Regions from separate parts of the Ovis aries genome. Here region 2 is linked to region 1. The links are chromatin contacts, called in public Hi-C maps. All regions are on one chromosome and are shown on one strand. Each heading gives the region's core, a stretch centred on a gene start, on an enhancer-like site or on the middle of the called end of the contact. The rest is flanking DNA. Distances are from core to core; before and after follow the strand shown. Region 1 holds the start of SH2D4B (SH2 domain containing 4B). Region 2 overlaps SH2D4B (SH2 domain containing 4B).

What was found. A called contact is a pair of places that touch in the nucleus more often than the background predicts.
Region 2: a contact with region 1 is called in a Hi-C map of blood, with 2.0 times the contacts expected there. The contact joins the enhancer-like site here to the promoter of SH2D4B in region 1. A contact is called at or near these places in 8 of 16 Hi-C or Micro-C datasets (blood, mesenteric adipose tissue, retroperitoneal adipose tissue and 2 more).

What each region holds. Positions count from the first base shown.
Region 1 is chr25:34,958,385-34,965,016 of ARS-UI_Ramb_v3.0, reverse strand. It overlaps SH2D4B (SH2 domain containing 4B), which reads right to left and starts at 3,928. Exons shown (of 8, transcript XM_042240921.2): 1 at 1,535-3,928. The coding sequence starts at 1,814. LOC105605028 (a long non-coding RNA gene) reads left to right here and starts at 3,952. Exons shown (of 2, transcript XR_001024649.5): 1 at 3,952-4,158; 2 at 6,611-6,632.
Region 2 is chr25:34,991,622-34,998,253 of ARS-UI_Ramb_v3.0, reverse strand. The region is part of intron 3 of SH2D4B (SH2 domain containing 4B); the gene reads right to left. Among named protein-coding and RNA genes, the nearest start is that of SH2D4B, 34 kb to the right of the region's middle. Within about 2 kb of position 3,928, at least 14 of the 54 cell types and tissues checked have an H3K27ac peak or open chromatin away from gene starts, as enhancers often do.

The DNA of each region.
Region 1 (6,632 bases), core at 2,679-5,178:
TCTGAGTGGGATCTTGACCTGGAATACACACACTCCTCCTTGTCTCCATTCTTTATAAATCAGAAAATTAACTATCTGGAAAAGAGTCTTCTGCACCAGAAACCAAATGAGCTTAATGTATAATTTATGCACAAAAATGTAGATGTCAACGTGTGACAAATAGTAGTAAAAATATTTTTGTAGTTAAAGTTTTAGGCATCTGTCTTCCTCCCAGAAGAGTCACAGTATCGATAACATGCGACCCCAGGGCTCTGGGCGGGTGGGGCAGGAAGGTGGCCTGTCTTTTTCCCCAGCAGTGATGAAGCTGCCAGTGCATTCCCAGCCTTGGCACGAGCCACAGGCAGCCAATTCATAGCTTTGCCTCCTGGGGGTCCTACCATGTCTTGCTCAAAATGGGGATTTCATACCCTGTGACAACTCTGTGTCAGACCCAAGGGTGGAAGACTGAATGGAGAATGATCTCACTCCCGGAGCTCTGAGTCTCCTGGGAAAGCCAGGCAAGCAGAACACCAAAGACACTGACAGTGTGGCCAGTGCTAGGGCAGGGATGGGTCCAAGCAGTCACCAAGGAGCAAGGACTTCTCTGTGCCAGGAGCATCCCCGAGAGACTGCAAGAGGCAGGAGTCTGTCAGGAGGATAAAGGCAGGAGAACATTCCCCAAGAGAAGAATCGAGTGTGTAAAGAGAGAGGCCACAGCAAGATGGCCAGATGGGTGCAGGTGTGTGTGGCCTGCAGAACACGGCAGGGGCTAATGGTGAGCCTGGAGTGAAGAGAGGGAGCCAGGTCACCGAGGGGCCTGTATATCTATCGAGAGGCAGAACCTTATCCTAGACTGAAAACTCACAAATTGATCGAGTCTACACCTCACTCTGGTCAACAGTATAGAGGCTGAGAGGAGGGCTGCTGTGGGCAGCCAATGAGAGCGAAGACGAACGGGTTTGTGAATGGTAAAGTGCAGCAGCCACGTGCAGTGGCCCTCCCCAGCAGGGTCTCGAGTACCGCACACCTCAGCAGCCTGCCTGCTTCAGATGAGCCCTCGCTCACAGGCTCCATAGCCGTGACTGGCACCTCACTGCATGGTAATACCTGAGATGTGGGATGAAGCCTTGCTTCTCATCTGCAGTTGCTACTACCTTTGGGGCTACTCACTGTTAATGCAGGTCCAGAGGCCCAGTGGGGCTCCAGCACAACCCAAGGCATCCTCTCACACAAGGACAGGGAGGAGGGCCACGGGGCACCGTGCTGGAGCCACTGAGCTGCACTTGCAAGGGAGCAAGGAACGGTGTGTCTCCATTGCAGCCTGCCCTCTGTCCATGCCGTCAGGGTCCCCAGGCAGTCCCCTGTGCAGCCTTGGAGCCCTGCATAAAAGATAGACTCCCAGGCTAATGGGATAGGATGCTCACAGAACAAGGGTTTCAAGCCCCTGACCCTCATCACATCAGTACACAGTTTAAAGAACGCAGCCTGATATTCTCAACTTTTCCGTCTCCCAGGAGGCCAGGGCTCAGGCCTTGGGTTACTCCCAGCCACCTACCTCGCTTGACCTTGGGGGGCCTGAGGCCCTCGACCTGGGCCAGGGCCTCCCAAGCCTCACGCTCCCTCCAGCGTCTCAGCTGCTCCTCGCGCATTTTGTAGAAGAGGATGTGCTTCTGCACATCACTGAGCTCAGCGAGGAGCTCGGGGTCGATGTACATGTCATGCAGGATCTGCTGAAGCATGGCGCCACCTGGGATGCACTCGCCAGCAGGACACCCCAGGCCACTCCTCACCCGGGGCTCCTCATGCCACAGCCACTCCCAGAGCCCCTTCTTCATGCAGCATTGTTACTCTGCCACAGCTCCCAGCTGACGATGAACTCATTTCCTCTGCTCGGGACAACAACAGGGATCAGGCAGCTGGAAGGAAAGAGGCAGCCAAGACCTGCAATGGCGATCCGGCACCTGGAACAGTCTAGTCCTTCTGTTGGGTCCCCAAGAGGCTGGGTCGTGGCCTCCCCTGGGCTCTCAGATGATGGAAGAGTCAAAGCCTCCAGTTCTGCAGGCAATGCCCAGGCCTGGCCCTGCCTGGCCCAGCAGGTGTCGAGTGATCTGTTAGTGGAAGGTAACGATGACACCAGCTGTATCAATGACACTGCCCCAGCCAACCAGGAACCGATCTTTCCTCCAAAGGTAAGAGGAGGAGGAGGAGGCAGGTTTGCCCATGAATTCCATGTCTTCTGAGTCAACATCAAACAGGCCAGAGGAGCCAGCCAGGAGCTTCTAGGTTGCGCAGTCTTTTGCTTTAGTTGCTCCATCATTGGCAGTCTACCTCTTTTCCAGGACATTGGCCGACTGAGATAAAGCTTCTAACACTCTGCCTTGGAGGAAAAGAGATCTACCCTTCTTTCTGGCTTGCAGTTAAGGAAGAAAGCAAAATGGAATCAGTAGGGACACCCGTGGGGCTCGATCACAGGATTCAAGGACGTGAAGGAAGCAGATATCCTCTCCCTTTCTCCTGTAATGGGCTGGCTCAGTCTGGGGTCAATTGTGGTCGCTGCTGATCATTTTTTGTTGTTGTTGTTGCAAGTATCTGGACATGATCACAAACAATACAAGTGTGTTTTCTCCATCCTCGCCATGCCCTGATGTGAAGCATCCTGGACAGAGGGGGGATGTTGCTTTCTGCTTGGAGGGAACTCACCTGTCTTTGGCCATGAGGATGGGTAATGTTGCTCATGCTGAGATCAAAAGTTCACCCTAAAAGGCACTCAGAGCTACTCCCAGCTGCCCCTGTATTTAGACAAGGAAATGGGTTCAGAGAAGGTAAGATACTTGCCTCTGGCTACCCGCTCCACAGGCTGCCATCTGGGGACTTCATCTAATTTTCAAATTTGACATCCACCAGATACTATGACGGAGAAGGCGATGGCACCCCACTCCAGTACTCTTGCCTGGAAAATCCCATGGACGGAGGAGCCTGGTAGGCTGCAGTCCATGGGGTCTGGAAGAGTCGGACTCGACTGAGCGACTTCACTTTCACTTTTTACTTCTCTGCATCGGAGAAGGAAATGGCAACCCACTCCAGTGTTCTTGCCTGGAGAATCCCAGGGATGGGCGAGCCTGGTGGGCTGCCGTCTATGGGGTCGCAAAGAGTCAGACATGACTGAAGTGACTTAGCAGCAGCAGCAGCAGCAGATACTATGAAGATTTTGATGGTTTGTAGCCTGAGCAGGAGAAAACAGAGTTTGACACTATGGCCTGGGAGGGATGGTAACCTTCACATCCTCTTCGCTCCCCAAGAGGACTAAAGGTGGGTCAGGCACCCCAGAGTGATGGCACCCAGGTGTGAGCGGGTGCTCTTTATGCCCAGGGCGTCACAAGAAGTATGAGGGCCAGGCTGCCCCTCCCCAGGTCTGGCTGGGCTGTCCCAGTGTGACCCAGACCATGGAGGCCCCACACAGAGGCTCCTGCCATGCAGTGCTGCAGTCCTGGAGGCCACCCACCCTCTTCTCTCTCCTCCCCACTCAGGGAGGGCAGAGAGTGGGCACAGCACAGGGCTGCTGGGACGGGCCGGTTGCCGTCGGCATGCGGTCTGGTCCTCCGGCCAGAGCGGTGATAGTGTCATCCTTGTGGTGGTGATATGTTTGAGAGCGGGTGGGTGGTAGCCAAATGGGAAGGACGACGCTAGCGCCCCGTTTTGTGCCCCAGCGGGCAAAGAGCTCCCTGGCAATCCCAGGTCAGTGGGGCAGGAGGCCGAGCGTGGAGCGCGGCCAGGGCGCGGGCTGGATCGGGTTTCCGGAAAGACGTGCTAGGGCCCGCGCGGGTGGGAGTTGCCTGGCCCCGCTCCGCGCTCCACCTCTAGCCTGGCTTCCGCCCGCCGGTCGCGGTCCCCGGGCGAAGGAGGCCACTAGACTCGGCCTGGAGCGCCCCCTGACGGCCAGTCGGAGTGGGCGCGCCTGCCCGTGGGAGAGCCAGACAGGAGAGCAAGCAGCTAGCGCCGGCCAAGCGCGCCGGGACGGCCCGGGGTCTGCGCCCCGGTGGACCCCTTCCCGCCGCTGGCGCGCTGCTCTAGTTCACCACGGCGGTCCAGAGCCCGGACGCTAAGGCGGCGGCAGCGCAGACCAAAGGAGCCCGTGGCAGTTCCCGCCGAGACAGCGCCCAGCGACTGGAAACGAACCAGGTGAGGAGTCCCAGGGGTATTTACACTTGGCCCTTTACCGCCTTCCAACTGGTTTTATTTTGTTTTCATTTTTCATCGGCTGATGTGATGTGTTTAACTTTGCATACTAACGCAGTTCCCTCTGGGGGCAGGGTGCACGTAGGCAATGTTCTTACGAAAGTAACTGGAAACCACCCGAATGTCCCTCAGTGGGGTGGGGAGTGGCCTAATGAGGAACACCGACTCTTGTCACAAAGAATGGAGTCTATATGTCTGCTTTGGCCGAGGAAAATGTCCAGGGCAGAAAAATGGAAAGGTGACACTCAGACTATTGTGCATCGTGCAATCCATGTTTAAAATTCTATGTTTGATTGTTTTCGTGTAAACAAAGGAAGAATATGAAAGAAGACACACATGGTTCCTTGCCTTCTTGTTGGAAGGGGGTGGAAGCCCACTTTAGACCATTCTGTATTGCTTTATACAGTGAGTAAGATATATAATAACTATGAGTGAAATAAATATATTTGAGAAGTGCTGGAATGTGCCCCAAGAAAACTGGCCTCTGGACACAGGACAGGACATGCACACTCTTGCCCACACTGGCACCCACCCTCAAAGAGGGACATGCTGACAAAGCCAGACCGTCCTAGCAGGAAGGCCAGAACCTTGGCAGGGATAATCCTTCCTGTCACCAGAGGTTCCTGAGCTGCATAAGGGCTTGGAGACATTTCTCTGAGACAGAAGAGCAGGAGGTTGGGAGAAGTCAGCGGACTCTGGCCAAAGGCTATGAGGGGGGTGATGAGGACTGTAGCAGCATGGCCAGTGGGGACCAAGGGCCCAGAGTTTCCTATCAGGCATCTGCTTACATCTAAAACCATTTTAAAATGTAGATCACATCATTCCTCTACTTGAAACCCTGCAGTGGCTCCTGTTTCACTCGAAGTCCAAGGCTTACAGAATCTGCCTCCTCCCAGCTACACCCCTCCCAAAGTCCCTGTTACCCAGCACCCCCATTCTCAGCTTTCCGCAAATACACACTCCCTCCCTTATACTGGCTGTTCCCTCTGCCCAGGCCCCAGCTAGCTCCTTCACCCGCTTCAAGTCTTTGCTCAAACTTTCAGCTCGTCTATATTCCCGACCCTTCCTTGGTTGCGCGTACGCTCAGTCATGTCCGACTCTTTGTGACCCCGTGGACTGTAGCCTACCAGGCTCCTCTGTCCATGAGATTTCCCAGTTGACAATACTGGAGTGGATTGCCACTTCCTCCTCCAGGAGGTCTTCCCAACCCAGAGACTGAACCAGTGTCTACTGTATCTCCTCCACTGCAGGTGGAAACTTTACTGCTTAGCCACCGGGGAAGCCTCCCTTATTCTGCTCTATCTATTCCCATATCACTTACTCTGTTAAAGACTATTTTACAGTTGGTTTGGTGTTGTCTCTCTCTCCCTACTTGTAACAAGCATCACAAGGGCACTTGCTCTGCTGATCCCCAGTGCTGAGAGGTCTGTTGGGTGTGCAGCAGGTGCTGGATAAACACTGTAGCTACTAGAAATGAGAATGGATGATGGAACATTCATGTGGGAATTGACCAGAGGCTGTGTAAACGCTGCAGAACAGGGCTCTGGGGAGATGCTATTGGAGATTCATACCTGGAAGTCGTGGGCAGATGGGCTAAGTCTCTGGGGCATTAGGTGGACTGGCCACTTGCCCTGGCTTTCCCCCCAGGCCCTGACCACAGGGCTCCCTTAAAGGCAGAGTCAAGTCATGGTCAGAGAACCCCATCATCTTGACTTCAGGCAGCCCTGAGCACCACGTAAAGACAGACTGCAGGAGGACCTTCCCTACATTCTCCTCCCACCTCCCTGGCACGCAGTCACTTGGGGAAACTGGTCCCAAGAGCACATTTAGGATCTTATCTGGTCTCTGTTTTGTGATCCAAAGGCTCAGTGACAGTCTAGAGGAGTTTCTGCTTTGTTACCCCTTAAGCTCCCCTGAAAAATCATGGCCATAAAAATCAATAGTGTCCCTGTATGAGTGCAACAGCCACTTAGAAAATACAATATGAAAGACATCCAGTTCACAATAGGAACCAGATGTGAAACACTGCGAATAAATTTAACAAACATTGTGTGGACCTATGTGAAAAAAAGTAAAAATCCTCGCTGAGAGCACACCGAGGATTCGAGTTGGTGTAGGGACACACCGCGTTCACAGTTGAACAGCTGCAGCGGCGTAGCATGTTCAGTTCACCTCTGTATTAGTTAGCCTTCGAGATGGTTCTCGATGATCCCGGACACCTGGTATCCGTGACTTCGGGTGGCCTCTCTCACACATACCAGGGTCGTCTGTGTGATCAATAATGGCATGCACCAGAAGTGACCATCTGTCACTTCTGAGATTAGGTTATAAAAGATTTTTCTGCTTCCTCCTCGGGTTCTCTCCCTTCCTCTCTCTCTTTTCTTCTCTCTCTCAGCATTCACTCCGGGGAGACCGCA
Region 2 (6,632 bases), core at 2,679-5,178, 33 kb before region 1:
GCTAGTCTAAGCATAGAATTTGATTAAAATCATTTTCCTGCCGAACTTGAAGGACTTCACTTCCTTATCTTCCAGCATACAGTACTGCCACTCGGATTCTCATTTTTCTGCATAAGGCACTATTTTCCTCTTTATCTGTGAATTCTGAAACTTTTTAACAGATGTGCCTTGGTGTGGAGTTTCTTTCATTGATTACTAGGCACTCAGGGTGCTTTTGATTGTTGAAGTTTCAGGTCCTTCTAGTCTACTACCTCTCTGCTTAGGATTTTTCTGATAATTTCTCTCCTCTGATTTTGCTTTTTTCCTTCTTAGAACTCCTCTGTGTCAACTGCTGGACTTCTTGATTTGACACTGTAAGTGCCTTATCCTTTTTCTCTTAGTTCCTGCCTCCTGCCTTTTTGTTCTACTTCCTGGTTGATCTCACCGACTTTATCCCCCAAGGCTTCCACTGAATTCTTTATTTCAGCTGTACATTTATAATTCCCAAGCCCTCTTTCATTCTTTGCTTCTTCCTTTTTGCTTTGTGGCATTCTGTACTTCTTTCATAAATGCCAACACTCATCTCTGAGGATTTTAGAGATTTTTCTCCCTCTTGTTCTGATGTAGGTCTGTTTCTTCTGGTTTTTGTTTTGTTTTGTTCTTTTCTTTAACGTTTGTTGTATTTGGTACCTATCATTTGTGTCAGAGGTTATCTTCTGATGTCTGATGTTCCCTGACTGCTCACAATTCAAAGAGGAAATTAAGTGTGTTTCTGAGGGACTTCCCTGATGGTCCAGTGGTTAAGAATCCTCCTTGCAAAACCAGAATTGAAAGAGACACGTGTACCCCAATGTTCATCGCAGCACTATTTATAATAGCCAGGACATGGAAGCAACCTAGATGTCCATCAGCAGATGAATGGATAAGAAAGCTGTGGTACATATACACAATGGAGTATCACTCAGCCATTAAAAAGAATACTTTTGAATCAGTTCTAATGAGGTGGATGAAACTGGAGCCTAGTATACAGAGTGAAGTAAGCCAGAAAGAAAAACACCAACACAGGATACCAATGCATATATATGGAATTTAGAAAGATGGTAACAATAACCCTGTATGCAAGATAGCAAAAGAGACACAGATGTATAGAACAGTCTTTTGGACTCTGTGGGAGAGGGAGAAGGTGGGATGATTTGGAAGAATGGCATTGAAACATGTATAATATCATATAAGAAACGAATCACCAGTCCAGGTTCAATGCATGATACTGGATGATTGGGGCTGGTGCACTGGGATGACCCAGAGGGATGGTATGGGGAGGGAGGTGGGAGGGGGGTTCAGGATGGGGAACACATGTACACCCGTGGCAGATTCATGTTGATGTATGGCAAAACCAATACAGTATTGTAAAGTAATTATCCTCCAATTAAAATAAATAAATTTAAATTAAAAAAAAAAAAGAATCCTCCTTGCAATCCAGGGGACACATGTTTGATTCCTGGTTGGGGAACAAAGATCCCACATGCCTTGCAGCAACTAAGCCCACACACCACAACTACTGAGCCTGCACAGCATCACGTGTCATAACTAAAGACCCAAGAGACTCAGAGTGTATAGTTGGGGTTTCCTTGGGTTTCACTCTGGGAAGACTGGATGAGGGATAGCCACGCCACTGAGAACCCTCAGGTGGAAATACCTGGAGGTTCTTTCTCTGAAATTATTTGACATCATCTGTGTCCACCCGTGTGGTGCCTGACCACCAACATCCCAGGAGTCTGCATAGGAGGCAGGCTACAGGTAAGTCAGCCCTTAGACTCAAGCAAGCAGGACCCCTAACCTGAGCCCCATGATTCATGAGAAACCAATGCTTTGAGGTACCTTTTTGCAAATTGTCCCTGCAAGTTTCCCAGAAATAGTACCCCAGGACAGGCAGGGGCAGCAGTAGGTTCAGGTAAGATACCCCAAACCCAGACCAGGTTCCATTCAGCCCTTCAGAGTACTCTCTGACCCTTTCCTCCATGCAAAGGGTTAACCAAGTGCCCTATGGAGCTCCAGCATTCATAACTACCGAGTCATTCACAAGTCCAGTGGCCAAGCCCTGGTTCCAGAAGGGTAGCCCAGCAAGCAGATGAATGTTCCTGGACAACAGAATATTTTTATCATAGGATCACCTGAGATTGGGCCACCAGAATAGAGTTAATAGGCTGAGTTTATGTAGTTCAAATTATTAACTTGCTATAGACAAAAACACCATCCAAAAAAAAAAAAATGTTACCAGTTCTGTACACCCTACAGGCAACCTGACAGTAGGTTCCATGGTTCAGAGTTCAAACCTGTGCTTGTTGCCCCTGATTCCGACCTGCCCCGACCTGTTCTCTCCACTTGTCCTGATACGCTGAGCCCCAGTGGTGTCCTTTCAGGTCCTGGGCAGAGGAAGGGATGAAGTAGCCTGAAGAAACAGGTGAAAGCAGGGAACTGAGGGTCCAGCCACTCCACGCAGGAGTGTGCCACCAGTCCCTCATTCTCAGCGCCGTCCTTCACTGAACCCGCTGTCCGCAAGTCTCGAGCCTGTGGGGTCTCTCGGCTGAGCTGATTCAGGACCACCAGCCCCTTCCTGCAGGTGCCCCGCTAACCTCCCATCACTCTCCCTCTGTCTTCCAGAAACCAAATTTCTTTGGGCATTATTTTCATCTGCTCTCCCCTCCTCTTATTTTCTGTTTTTGCGGCTTATAATTTTTTCAGTCCACTGATAGTTTAATGGATCAAGAAGAAAAAACAAAGAAGATGGGAATTGAGTTTTGAGCCCCTCGTCTAAAAAAAAAAAAAAACAAGGATTTTGTCGCTTCTGCAATGACACAGATTGAGAATTTTTCTCCAATTCAACAATCACGTTTTTAAATTCTAAAAAAAAGACAAATTCTTAATGACCCACTCTGTAGGAGTTAGCAATTAAGGAATAAAGATGTTAAGTGGCTTCTCCAGTCATTCACCAAATCCTTATTGAGCACCTAGGAGACTCTGCCTGCTCCAGGCACTGGGGACATAGCCGTGAAAAAGGCCCCACTTAGCCCCACTCTCTCAGAGCTTGCCTTCCAATGACAGAAAAACACTCATCCGGTAAAATAAAAAATATATCAGAATATCAGAAGTATTATATTATATATCATACTATGTAATATATCATATTACATATAATATTTATATAACATACTATACAACATGCCATATTATATAATAAAGTATACAGAGAATTAAAACAGGGTAAGTGATAGAGTCTAGGCAGCTACTTTAGACAGAGTGACCAGAATCATCTCAGAAGGGGCTGCTCTGCGACCTAAATAATAAGAGGGTTGGTGAGTGAGTCTCAGGGAGAAGAAACTTCTAGAGAGAGGGAACCATGGGCACAATGGCCCCAGCATTGGAAATGGGTTTGGCATGTTTGAGTAGGGAATTATCCACTACAGCTGGAAGGAAAACAAGTCAAAATTGTATCTTTAATGCGTCTGAGATGCCATCTGACATCCAAGACACCTGCTGTGGGTAGTGGGATGCATAAACCTGGGACGTAAGGGTCCCAGGGACTTAAGCTCAGGCTGCAGAGGTTGAGTGAGAGGCCCTCTGCATGGGGGTGATGTTTCTCAGCCGCAGACTTGATGTTATCAATGAGAGAAAGAAAGGAGATCAGAGAAAACAGCCAGAATGCCTTGGGGCACTGAGCCGTTTATAAGTTGAGAGAAAGAGTTGGAGCCAGAAAGTGAGACTGAGAAGGGAGACCAAGGGGTAAGATAAAAACCCATAGGGGGCTATGTCTGTAGGAGAAGCTGAGAGGAAAAGGGGGTGGTGAGCCGAGCTGCAGGCTGCTGAGACACCACGAGAGATGACAGAGAAGCACCAAGGGGCCGCAGAACGTGGTCTCGGGACCACGTGACGTGAGCTCTTGTCAACAGCAGCCCTGGTGGAGCGGACGGGCAGCCATCCAGGCAGCATGGGGGAGAGAGAGGAAGTGACCACAGACAACCCCTTTCAAGACATTTCCTGTTAAAAATGAGCAGAGACAGGAAGCAGCAGCCAGAGGGGGCTGTGGGGTTAAGCTAGAAAAGGGAAGGTGAGTTGGTTGTTTTCAAGATGCGAAGTACTAGAGCAGAGAGTTAATGACGGATGCAAAACTGGAACCAAAGTCTGTCTGCCTCCAAAGCAGAAAAAAACGAATTTTACCCTAAAGTTGTATTTCACTTTCATCAGTCACTAGCATCTCAGGAGCATAAAAATGAAGCGTCACACTGGCACGGCACTTCACACTTTACAAAGTGGGTTTCCCATTCCTCCCCCAGGAATCCTTAATCGGATTGTGGTCACCATATTGCTCAATACACAGCGCACTAACCAAGAGAGCTTCCACCAGGGACTGTAGATCTATCATCCACCCACAGAAGTCTTCCAAACAGGAGTGATCTCAGGGAAATCACAGACAGTTGAGCCATGTCAGAGCCAGAGGGCTTGCAACCCCCCAGTCTTACTTCCTTGTGAGGATACTAGTTTTCCTGGCTGCCGTAACAGAGCACCATAGACGGGGGCAGGTAGGCTTAAACAACAGACATTTATTGTCTCGCAGTTCTGGAGGCCACAAGTCCAAGATCAAAGTGTCAGCAGGGTCGATTCCTTTCTGAGCCCTCTCTCCTTGGCTTATAAGCAGCACATGGTCTTTCCTCTGTGTTCACGCATGTCTCTGTCCAAATTTCCTCTTCTTTTAAGGGCAACAATCATATTGATTTAGCTTGGACTGTAGCCCGCCAGGCTCCTCGGTCCATGGAATTCTCAAAGCAAGAATATTAGAGAGGGCTGCCATTCCCTTCTCCAGATCTTCCCAACCCAGGGATCAAACCCAGGTCTCCTGCACTGCAGGCAGATTCTTTACCATCTGAGCCACCTGGGAAGCCACTGATTTAGGGCCTGCCCTAAAAATCTCATTTTAACTTAATTTCCTCTATTAAGACGTTTAGGTCCAAATACAGTTACATCCTGAGACCCTAGGGTTGGGAGTTCAACATATGTATTTTAACTGGACACAATTTACCATAACAAGGAGGCTTAGCACCCCTAGAAAAGGGTTATGACTGGCGTACCATAGATAAATGGCATTTGACCAACCACCTCAAATTAAATAGAGTGCTCCTACTCCAACCAGCTGTGGCAACAGGAAGCAGCATGGTCAACGGCAGTGCCCACTTCCCTCCCCACCCACTCCTACCCCAACTCCACGACTTCCATTCCACTCCGTGCTTCTACAAGCTCAACTCTGTTAGACTCCACATTTAAGTAAGGTCATGCAGCATTTGGCCTTCTGTGCTAGCTTATTTCACTTAGCATAATGTTCTCCAGGCTCATCTGTGCTGTCACAAATGTCAGGATTTCCTTCTAAGACTGGATAATATTTCGCCGCATACACATACATGCGCCACCTACTTTTAAAAATATATCTATAGAAACTTTAGCCATGTGGCGAAAAGGCACAAAGCTTCGGTTATACAGAATGAGAAAGTTCTGGAGATCTAACGTACAGCAGGAAGACTGTAAATGACTACTGTACTTAATGGACGTGGGTTTCAGCAAACTAATACTCTCATCACACAAAAAGAGCCGGTGAGGTGATGGATATGTTAGTCAGCTTGATTGCGTCACCATTTCGTAATGTATATGTATATCAAAATGTCACGTTGTACGCCTTAAACTCATACAATTTTGATTTGTCAATCACACCTCAATAAAGATGGAGGAAGATTTACTACCAATAAATAAATAAAGAGACAGATGGATGGATGGCAGTTCCACAGTTCATTCAGTTCATTTCTCCTGAGAATGGGACAACACCAGAAACCTCAGACTTCCCTGGTGGTCCAGCGGCTAAGACTCACTGCTCCCAAGCAGGGGGACTGGGTTCCGTCCTTGGTCAGAGAATTAGATCTCATGTGCCACAACTCACAGTTCCCATGACATAACTAAAGATCAAATAAGTAAAGAAAGATACAAAGAAATACTTTTAAAAGCGAGCCAAAACCTGCATCAACCTCCAAAGGAACATGACTGGTCACTTACTGTGGCAAAGGTAAGCTCTTCACACAAATGAACTGATAAAAGAAGACATTTTCCACCACAAATAGAAGAGTATGGCACCATCCTCACCCTGGTTTTGCAAAAATGCTCAACCTTTACAGCTGAAATTGCCTGAAAACTCTCTGTTGCTACTTTCAGAATCCTTTGGCCCGTCTGTGATCACTGAAGAAAAGGCCATCTTTCTTTGGGTTAGCAGTAAAAGGCCAATACAGCCAAAAGGCAGATAGGCAAACACTCGCCTTCCACCTTAGGAGTCGACTGCCTTTTTCTGGCAAGCCCAAAGCCCTCTGAGCTGTCCAGCTGATTCAGTCCTCTTTCTCCTGATAACACATCAGTAACAGCACACCGCAGGAACCCACAGATGCCCAGTCCGTCTCACCCCAACGGAAAATGTCACGAAGACACGTGCTTTTTCTGGAAGGCATAGTCCTTTTTGTAACACCAACCTCAGCACGACCATCTCAAGCACATTCTGTCTCCTCCAAGCATGAGCCTCCTTCCCAGCTCCCCACGCGAGAGACTGGTGCCATCTAGCCATCCCT